Linked DNA regions of Mus musculus: region 1 is linked to region 2. Evidence: chromatin contacts called from public HiChIP or PLAC-seq data. All regions are on one chromosome and are shown on one strand. The core of a region is the stretch at or near the end of the contact, and the rest is flanking DNA. Distances in the headings are between cores, read along the strand shown. Region 1 overlaps Slc6a6 (solute carrier family 6 (neurotransmitter transporter, taurine), member 6). Region 2 has its middle 44 kb from the start of Lsm3.

What was found. HiChIP or PLAC-seq counts read pairs in DNA pulled down with a chosen protein or histone mark.
Region 1: a contact with region 2 is called in an HNF4G HiChIP or PLAC-seq map of pancreatic cancer cells. The contact joins two enhancer-like sites. A contact is called at or near these places in 2 of 15 datasets of contacts at CTCF or cohesin (the NIH/3T3 cell line and large pre-B cells), 8 of 484 Hi-C or Micro-C datasets (2-cell embryo, the CH12 cell line, the G1E-ER4 cell line and 5 more), 6 of 115 datasets of contacts at active chromatin or transcription factors (T-cell acute lymphoblastic leukemia, cardiomyocytes, embryonic basal ganglia and 3 more) and 3 of 9 other capture datasets (adipose tissue, liver and pancreatic islet).

Annotation. Positions count from the first base shown.
Region 1 is chr6:91,728,088-91,733,588 of GRCm38.p6, reverse strand. All of the region lies in intron 5 of Slc6a6 (solute carrier family 6 (neurotransmitter transporter, taurine), member 6), which reads right to left. Among named protein-coding and RNA genes, the nearest start is that of Gm44981, 9.0 kb to the right of the region's middle. Within about 2 kb of position 4,203, at least 157 of the 459 cell types and tissues checked have an H3K27ac peak or open chromatin away from gene starts, as enhancers often do. A contact at or near this core is called in pancreatic cancer cells, where this site is marked.
Region 2 is chr6:91,557,528-91,562,524 of GRCm38.p6, reverse strand. No RefSeq gene overlaps it. Among named protein-coding and RNA genes, the nearest start is that of Lsm3, 44 kb to the right of the region's middle. Within about 2 kb of position 2,969, at least 27 of the 459 cell types and tissues checked have an H3K27ac peak or open chromatin away from gene starts, as enhancers often do. A contact at or near this core is called in pancreatic cancer cells, where this site is marked.

The sequences.
Region 1 (5,501 bases), core at 2,954-5,453, 170 kb before region 2:
AATGGCTGTGAAACCAGGTATCCAGTGTCTCGCAGAGCCCCTGCTGAGCATGAGACCGCTTCCCTGGACACTGGCCTCCAGGTGACATGCCACCCACAGCTGATAGGACACAGGGTCTCCACACTCCAAGAGTCCCAGACAAAGACTGTTTTCTTTCCAGCTCTGGGTCCCAGGCCACCCTCTGCAGGAGTAAAGACCATAAGGCTGCCCTCTGAGCAAAGCAGCCTCCACATGGAATGTGGAATAAATCCCAGGGTCCCTCTCAAATGGCCTTCAAGCGACACATACGACCTACAGTCGTTCATTGTTCTCGGGACCTAGGATGACACCTGGAACACAGCGGAATTCAGTAAACACCCACTGAGTGAATGACCACCCCACCCCACCCCCAGAAGAACCAAGCCTCACATTACTGGATGGATGGATGATATAGCCCCAAGTCTAAAGGAGAGGCAACCTTCCTTTCCTTGATCTTTATCCTGCTGTTCACAGTGATATCAGTGCCCTCACTGTGTAGCTAGAATGGTGTGTGAGCCTCACACAAGAAACAGAAGCCTGCAGAGCCTGACTGCCATTATCTCATTCATTCCAAGGGGTACGGCTCACTACCCCATTTCACAGATGGGAAAACCAAGGCTTGGAGGGTCCACTTGCCCACATCTCAAGGTCACCAAAACTCCAGGGGCCTGCCTGATTCCAAAGCCACAGCTCTCTCAACTGTGTTGCAATATGGTCTGATCTTAAAAAAAAATAGCACCTACTTTTAAAGGGCCTCCAGGAGCTAGAAGGCTAGCTCAAAGGTTAAGAACACTGTATGCTCTTCCAGAGGATCTGGGTTTTATTCCTAGCACCCACATGGTAGTTCATAAGCATGTGTAACTCCAGTTCCAAGAGACATAGCGCCCTCTTCTGGTTTCTAGGGACATCAGGCAAACAAGTGGTAACACACACACACACACTCCCTCTCCCTGTCTCTCTCTCCCCCACCCCCTTCACACACACACACACACACACACACACACACACACACACACACACACACAAAACATCTATAGACATAAAAACAGTTTTAAATAGTACAGGGGCCTCCAGTCTCCACTACAAGCTAGGATCATCTGGTGCCTCGGGGCAGCATCATGGGGTACCTTCACAAAGCAGGCTAACGGTCAATCACGTCCAGTTGGGCCCCTGCCAAGCTGAGACCTGGCAGCACGCACCACAGAACAAAAAGCCCTTCCCATTTAACGTTCAGCACTTGGGTGCCAGCCACAGAAGCTCAAAGCGCGGGGAGAAACAGCCCACGTGCTCTCTGTGAATGGGCCACATCAGGGGAGAAAAATGTAGCCCTATTCCACACCCTCACACACAGCCCTCTCCCTGGCCTGCCCTCCACTGCTGATGATGCTCCGGGTGACTTGCTGAAGCCTGCTCTCTTCCCACCGGCTCCGACCACTCCATGGACAACATGCTGACAGCCATTTATTCAGTTGATGTTTGGCCATGAAACCATGTCTCTGTTCTTTGGGGCAATCCTTCAAGAAGCTCAAAACTCTAAAGCCAGATCTTCCTGGTCCTGACAGCCCCATCCAGAACACAACCACCTTGCTATCCATTCTCCCACCCTGCTAGGCAAGCCAGCTGCCCAACAGTGCTCACCCTGCAAGGCACCATCATGCAGACTAGCTCTGGGCAGCTAAGATGAGCATGTAAGTCCTCTGTTCCTCTGCTGCTGGGGACAGTCCCTATAGGACTCATGATGACACCCATGATGACATCGAGTGACATTTGAAGGTACATTTCCCTGACTCGATAACTCCATTTCCAAGACCATCTTCTATTATTCTTCCAGCATGGGGGCTCATAGACAGAGTATGCACCAAAGTGCCCCTCTGCAGGGTACAGAAAGCTTTGGGGCAGGCACACTGGAATGCCACATGGCCAACAGACCAGTGTCAAGTTCTTGATGTGCTGATAAAGCAATATAACACCCTGGGGGACAGAGGGAGCCAGCAGAGTAGGGTACATCTGCACAGGATGGCCATTGTGATAGAAATTGAACATATACCAGCAAGTAAGCATCACCCAGGGAGAGGGACTCAGCAATAAAGGCAGCTCTCTTGCTGTTTATTTGTGATATAGCTTTACGGACATATTTAAACATATTTAAACAGTTTGATGGTGGTGGTGGTGGTGGTTTTTTTGTTTGTTTTGAGACAGGGTCTCATGTAGCTCAGGATGGCCTTAAATGGTTGATCCTCTTGCCTCTTCCTAAATTTATGCAATACTGAAATAATACAGGTCTGTCCTCAGGTTTTACATAGCACACCAGGGTCACAAACTGTCCTGTCGGGCTCTGGCAAAGCCCTAGGCAGAGCTGAGCTGAGTAGCCAGCCACCTGAATGCCAGCAGGGACCCTCCCCTAGTGCTCTCTCTGTTGCTTCCCAACAAGGGGGACTCATGGATTCCCCTGGGCCTTCTCGCAGCTTTGAGCACAGGGCTCAGTAAACTGTGTGGTGCTGTGCATGAGGGATCGCTGCCACAGGGCACTCTCAGGTGCCTCCTACATTCTCCCACAATGCCCTGCTCAGGCCCTACCACATCCCCAACCCACTACAGTAACTCCTTCCCAGCCTCCCTGCTATATCGTCCTCCACGCTTGTCAGAGGGACCCCACAGAATCTGCAGTGCCAGCTCACATGCCCCTTGGCTCCACCTCTTCCCACCTCCATCCTAACCAGTCCCTGTTACCTTCCACTCAAAGCTATATGCTTGAAAGAATGTGGAAAGTACTTAACAAGAAGACTCGGACAGCAAACACAGGAAGCCAGACAACGTGGGTGTACAGCTGTCTGCCTCTCTCCCTCATCTGCCCCCTGACGTCTTCCTCAGGGGGTTGTGTGTGGTCCCTGAACTGTGGAACTAGTGGCTTCCTCAGCTGCACAATTCCACCATTCACAGACAGCCTCTTTCCAGGGCTCTCACTGAGGCACCGCTCCCCAGGACACCCTCCATCAAGAGCACCCCAGCAGTCCCCTTCCCTAGCACTAGTTCTGCAGTGAGAGCTTTTCCATTAGGATTGTACTTTCTGAATGGTTAACATGTCTGTCTACTACCAAGCTAGCTCTGTGTACACAGGACCTGCATCTGTCCCAACCACAGCACCTGGCACATGAAGGAGCTCACCTGACATTAGGTGAGGGAATTCATTAGAGCCATTTGGTAGCTGGGGAAAACTGAGGCTCAGCCTCTCATTGACCCTAGGCAGTCAGTCATCAAGCCTGGAGCTGGCTCCTTTCTTTCTGATGTCCCCAGTGTGCCTCAAGCCAGGACTTGCAGGCTTGGGCTCCTCACTATCTTCCAGAGGTAAGCTGCAGATCTTTTCCAAGAAAAAAAGGGCTACATCTTGCCAGGACGGGAACTAAAAAGGAGTGGCTGGGCTGGACATGTGTTTGCAGCCGGCTGCCCTGCTGCCGTCCAGTCAGCACTTGGAGATGTAAATTCGCCCTCGGAGTGGGCCAAATCGTTTCCTTTTGACAGCAGGCCAGCCGTTTATTGGCTGCAGCAGTCCCCTGGAGACTGGCAGAGGGAACAATTATAAAAGGGCCGTCCGTCCGCCTGAGCATGGGGCCCCCACACGGCCCTTCCCGCACCACCTCCTCCTTCCGACAGCTATGGAGGAAGATTGGCTGAGCAGGGTTTGTTTGCAAATATGACTCATTTCTTTGATTCTAATAGAATCTAATGATCCATGCTGGGCTCCCAGGGGGCTCTGCAGGAGCCTCTGAGGAAGGCCTGGCTCCAGCCTGCTGAAGGGCTTTTGGCCAGACCTGGCCCCGCCTGTCCTCTAAGGCCTGTGAGGGAAGCAGGAGTTTTAGAGACAGAGGTGACCTCAGAGGGTGAGGACCAGTGTGGGATGGGGCCACAGGGGCAGAAGCTCTGTGACCCCACCATGTAGCCACTAAACGTACCCTAATGTCAGCATAAAATGTCAGTCTCTGGAGCCTCCTGACTTCTCGTGGGAATCTGAGCTGAGGCTGTTCCTGGCTTTACAGGCAGGTAAGTATGGCAGGGTCAGTCTATGATACAGACCCCTGATACAGGAGTCCATGCCTGACCAGAGACTGAGGAAACACAGACGTGCATGCACATAGGCAGCAGTGCACCATGTGACCTGTGACCATGGACTCAGCTCCAGGGCCTGCCCTGTATCACGGTGTGGGATGAGGGGTGGAACACAGACCAAAGGTTCACTAAGAGTGGACCTGTGTCCATGCTGGCTCCCCAGAACCCTAAAACCAAAACTCATCCAGGTTCCTGAATGCCAGAGAGCAGATGTGAGTGTTGGGGCTGAGCTAACTCTGGCTCACAGAGCAGGAGGAGACTGAGGCTTGGCATTCCAACTGCCCTGACATCAGAGGGCTGGGACGTGTGGGAGCCACACTTAAGCCACACTGGGGAGGGGAGTTCCCCTCTGAGGTCTTCCTGCCTCCTTGGTAACCAGCAGATGGGAGGGGCGGCAGGGTGGCTGACAGTCATCCAGTGATTAGAAACTGGGGGAGGGGGCACTCTGCTCCCACCAAGCCTGTTACCCCTCTTTGGCTGCCAGACCTTAAGATCTGCAAAAGACACAAGGGAAAGCTGCCGGAACCTGGGCCAGGCTCAGTGAGCAGCACTGCCCTCACCTACTCCTCCCTGGCAGGGCAAGATCACAACGTGGGGAAGACAGGTGAGGCTCTTTAGCAGGGATGCGAGAGAGTTTCAAGGACAAGGCAGAGAGCAAGCAAGAAGCCAACGAGTGTCCTTTACCTGCAATATAGGGTTCATCAAGGGGTGCGGTGTGCACAGGGAGAGTGGCTGGATCCTGCCATGCATGATGGAGGGCCAGTGAACTGCATATGAAATGTGAGAGTTTCCCACAATGCCTTGCTCTTTCACCTACTTAAGAAATCTCAGATGCTAGCTAGAGGGCTGACTGGGAAAAAGCACTTGCCTTTAAATCTAACAACCCGAGTTCAGTCCCTGAGACTCGTGTAAAAAGTGTGAGAAGAGAACTGAGTCGATAGTCCTTGTCCTTTGACCGGCACGCATGTCCTGATGTGCTTACCCCAGCCCTCCTAAAATAAATCAAATGAAGAAGAGGAGAAGGAAAAGAAAAGGAAGCAGGAGCCTCTGCATCAAAATAGTTCATTGCTCTCACCCTTTTGCCTTCTTTTCCACTGTTTCAAACCCAACACAAGGGTAGGTTCTTGGGAGCAGGAAGCCCCACAGATTTGCTGATGCTTCTGCCCACTGACCGCGTCTGCACACAGGATCAGCAAGAAGCTGGCCAGGTCTTCACCTCAGCTTGCTCAGTAGCTCTGCTCGCTGGATCCCAGGCTCATGCTAAGGAATGCTTAGAGGTTCTTCTAGAATTCAAAGTCAGGTCCAGAGCCTGTGCAGGCCCAGTGTGGGCAGAAGTCAGCCCTCATGAAAGCAAAGCATACCCACGGGCACCACAGAGG
Region 2 (4,997 bases), core at 1,720-4,219:
TTCGTCAGAGGATGCACAAGGAATACAAGGTGGTTGTCATCGTCATCGATTCTGTCTCTATCTCTGTCTGTATCTCTGTCTCTGTCTCTTTCTGTCTCTGTCTATATCTCTTTCTGTCTCTGTCTGTATCTCTTTCTGTCTCTGTCTCTTTTTCTGTCTCTATATGTCTCTGTCTGTCCCTTTTTGTCTCTCTATCTCTCCCCCCTCCACCCCCACAGCCCCTTTTTGGAGTCAGGGTTTCTCTGTGTAACCCTAGCTGTCCTGGAACTCACTCTGTAGACCAGGCTGGCGTCAGACTCAGAGATTCCTTGTCCCTGCCTCTCAAGGGATTAAAGGCATGTGCCACCACTGCCCAGCCATCACTGATTCTCTTAATTAAGCTAGGGTTACAGTGCCAAGTAATTTCCACATGTAGTGGCTCACCATCGTTATGTACCACAACAGCCTAAAGTTCAGTCACTTAGAACCAGAGTGCCAGCTCACAGTTCTGCTGATGGCAGTGTAGGCCAGACTCCATAGACAAGGCGAGAAAGAGATCCCACATCTTAATGAGGAGGTATCACTAAGGAGCATGGAAGGGGAGAGGCGGGAAATTGAAGTGATGTCATCCTCAACGAGACAAGAGTCAGGTCTAGTTTGACAAATGGGGAGGCTGAGCTATAAAGAAAAAGAGACTTACTCAAGAAGCTGATAAATATTAGAACTGAAATTTAAACCTCAGAGTTTATTTACATTCTCTGTAGCCCCTCAGGCTGACAAACTCGTAATCTTCCTGACTCAGCTTGAGCATTGGAATCAGAGGTGAGTGCTGCCATGCCTGCCTCAAACCTGAGGTCATGACTCTCCAGTAAGCTCGTGTGCTGGAGCCTCAGGACACACTGTCCACACATAGACTAGTCTAAGCTAAGGGAGCAAGTTTCTCAAGACTCTGGCTCTCTTCATCATCATGGCTATTGTGTATCTGTGATATACAGGGACTCTCTATGAATGTTTGTTTCTTTCTTCCAGAAACCCTAGAAGGTGCTGTTGTCCTTAGCACTCGGCACCTGTCGGAGGTTGATCTCAGCATCTCTCCACTACAACAGGTAGCAAATCTGTTGCTGCGCAAGCCCCTTGTATAAAGTATAAAATTCAGGGTGTTAGGGTGCAGTCCACGCATGTCCTCCCATAGAGTCAGTGTCCCCGGTAATGGCACTTCCATTAACACCCTCCACATATGACTGTTGTCCCATGAGGTCATGTCACCTAGTGAGCTGGCCATCTGCATGAGGACAAACCACGATGATCACACAACAGAACTCTGCCAGCACATCCCAAATGTGTCACTGATATTAGAGTGGCTGTGCTTTGAGCCATTAAGACAGTGTGAGTGCTATTATAGTGCTGTGACCATATACCCAACCCCAGGGGACAATGTGGGGATGGGGGAAGGCTATACTTGTTTAGTACTAAACAACATTTTTTTTTCTAGGTGTAACCCAGCTCAGTCTCAAACCAATAATATAGCCCAGGCTGGCCTCAAGACTGCATAGCCATCCTCCTGTCTTAGCCTCAGGAATGTTGGGATTGCAGGTGAGAACCAGGTCTGCCCAGCCAGGTGCACTTCTCTCTGGCACATGTTTGATTTCCATTTGGTTGACTCTGTAGGCGTAAAGAGGGAAGGCTAGGTGTATAGATGAACAGTTTCCCCCATAGCGTGAGTGAGGATGTGAAATCTCTTGAGGGACCTGGGGGTGAATTTTGGTGGTCAACTGCTTGCCTGGCACACACAAGGCCTCGGACTTAATCCCTAGCACTATGAGAACATCAAAAGAAAAAAATCCATGATGGTGGGCACTGTTGTTCTCATTTTGGTTTCCCCCTTAGTTAGGATAATGTCTGATGTACTGTTCACATTCTCTTTCCAAATATCTCTCAAGTAACTGAGCAGACAGAGGCCAAAGTCACGCAAAGTGGAACTAGACCCAGGTGCCTGCTCCTTCCCCATAGTGGGACAACCTCATTATGGAGTCTGATAAAAAAATAAATGAATGATTGGTGGCACGCATCTTTCCTGAGGTGCCACCACCCAACCTACTATGAGTTCCTTGTGATCACCTAGCACAGTGGAAAGAACCCTGGGCAGCAGCCAAGGGCCCAGGTATGCTGTCTTTGGTTGATGTATAATCCTGGCCAAGTCAGCCAAGGGAGGCCCTGCTTTCTTCATCTGAAATGCTTGGCGGTGAATCCCCAGCCATGTCCCTAGCCTGTATCAGGGTAAGATTCACTAGAAACTTGGGACATGTTTCTCTGCTAAACTCATTGGCTCCACTGGCTGTGCCATGGTCTGGGCTCTGTGTCCGGAGAACCCTGAACCTTCCATATGTATTTTCCACACCTATCCTTGCAAGGGCACATAGGTGTCTAAGCTTTGTCTGAGAGTCTTTTGGCCTGACAACCTAGCTCAGGATAAGAAGAGATTGAGAACATTGTCAAACTACAGCCATTCAAAGAAATAAAGCAAACCCAGGATGGCTTGTAGAGCACTGGTGGGTTGTAAGATGGATTGGCTACTTTGGAAAGCATGGCAGTTTCTTAAGAGATTAAATGTCCCCCTCATGTGGTCTGACTTTTCTGCTTCTTTAGTGTTTATCAAGAGAAAAAAGTCTAACGGTGAGTGGTGGTACATGCCCGCCACCATCCCAGTACATCAGATGTTGGAGGCAGAAATTGGAGGTTCAATATTATTCTTAGCTAGGTGACAAATACAAGGCCAGCCTGGGCTACATAAGACCCTGTCACAGGGAGAAAAAAAAAAGAGCTGACATAAAGACTTCAACACATTAGGTTTATAGTGACTTTATCTTCAAAAGCACAGAACCCCAAAGAACTCAAGTGTCTCTCAGCTGGTGAAAGCAAGACAGATGGCGGCGTGCACAGTGCAGATGCCACGGATCACGTCAGCAAGAGAAATGAATGAGCTCAATGCACACAGCATGAGTAAACCCCACAGTGGTTAGACACTTGCCTAATATGACATTTTGGTCAATGACTAACCATGTATATGACAATGGTTCCATTCAAATCCTGTATGCTGTGTGGAAAATGCCAGAAGAAGAAACTGCATACTATTTGATTCTATTTACATGAAATGCTAAACCATGCAAACTAATGAAGGATGGTGCTTGGGGGAGCTGGGGATGGAGTGGGTAGGGACAGACCACAATAGAGCATGAGGAGTTTGCTAGGGGTGATGGGCACATCTGTCAACATGAGTGGCAGGATCTTAATAAAACATGTCTCCAAGGGGAGATGCTTGGGCTGGTGACCGAGCCCAAGTGAATCTGTAGGGAAATGCAGGCTCAGCACTGTTTAAAACACCTCAGCACAGAGAAGAAGAGAAGCTTCCAGATTCCTTACATGAAGCCAGCATAACTCGGGCACCAAAAAGCCTGGCAGGACTGTTGCATTTGTGAGCAAGAGGCTTTGTGTGCACCACACTCAGGGTTGTTACTAAGTCCGCAGCCTGTAGCTGACCTGCAGCTGTCTCCCCCTCATACATTACAATGGATGTTCCTGAAGAGCTCTGTGGCTGTGATTAAAGAGAGACTGACATCACTGAGTTCAAGGCCAGCCTGGGCTTCATAGCAAGACCCTGCCTTAAAAATTTAATAAATAACAAAGGTTCATTGGTAGAGCAGTTGCCTAACCTACTTGACACACTGGGTTAGATTCCTAAGCCCACTGGGGGAGGGGGATGCAGGGAGTGAGCCAGAGAGATGGCCCAGCAGTTAAAATATTTGGCTCAGCAGTTAAAATATTTGCTATGTATGCAAGAGGACCCATGTAAATACCAGACGGCCCTCCACAAATTCTAACACTGGAGATGGGCTCCCTGGAGCAAGCTGCTAGTGAGACTAGCCATATCAGCAAGCTCTAGTTTAATTGAAAGGTTCTACCTCAAAGAGTAAGGTAAAGAGTGGTTGAGGAAGATGTACAACATCAACTTTGGACCTCCACATGCATGTGCATATACATGCTCCCACACACATGTGAACACACACACTACATACCACATATACATATGAGATGAAGAAAAAGGGAGGGAAAGGTAGTTCCTTTCTTTTTAAAAATTACTGTATTATTGTTTAAGACAGGCTCTTACTGTGTAACCCTGACTGGCCTGAAATTCTCTATGTAGCCCAGGCTCAGATTAAAGGTATGCACCACCATGCCACTCCTGCCCGTCCCCCTTTTAAATTTACATATTCTTTCTATTATACAAGGGACCTTTTGTGTATTGTAGAATGACCATCTTGTCTAAGTAAATATTCCTATTGCTTTTCATGATCTATATCTAAACCTCTCTCGTTCTACAAAATAAAAGAATTAAGGGAGATGTCCTCCCACCCCCAAATCTATCTACTGTAAGAAATTTCAGACCACTCAGGTTAAATGAAGCAGCTATAAAAAACAGTTTTGGATCCTGGCTAGTTTCTTAGGAATTTAGTTACAATTTGGCTTTCAAAATTCTGCACTCACATCCTCAGACGTACCTTTCCATTTTTGTAGCCCTATAAGAAACCAGTGAGAGATGAGAACTGCTCGTAACTGTAAAGAACAAACAGGCTGGAGAGCCCCGGCACACCTGGGTTAACACAGATGAAGCAGGGTGAGGGGGTGTGTGCCTGGTGTTCCAACATTGCAAGGTGGAGGCAGACAGATCAGTTTAAGGGTGTTCTTGACTATATAGTAACTTTGAGCCAGCCTAGGCTACATGAGACTCTGTTTTAAAAAAAAAAAAGGCAAGAGAGGCTACACAGACACCCACAGACACATTTTAAGTTGTCTTGGGTGCCACACAGGCTCTGAATCTGGATGGAAGACTGTAGGGCATAGGAGGGAATTGACAGTCTAGTTGGTAGCAAACACTTAGAACAGACATAAATGGAGAGGTTCACAAGATGGCATCCTGCTCAACATCCTAACATCAGGACATGCTGAAGGCAAAAATGAGT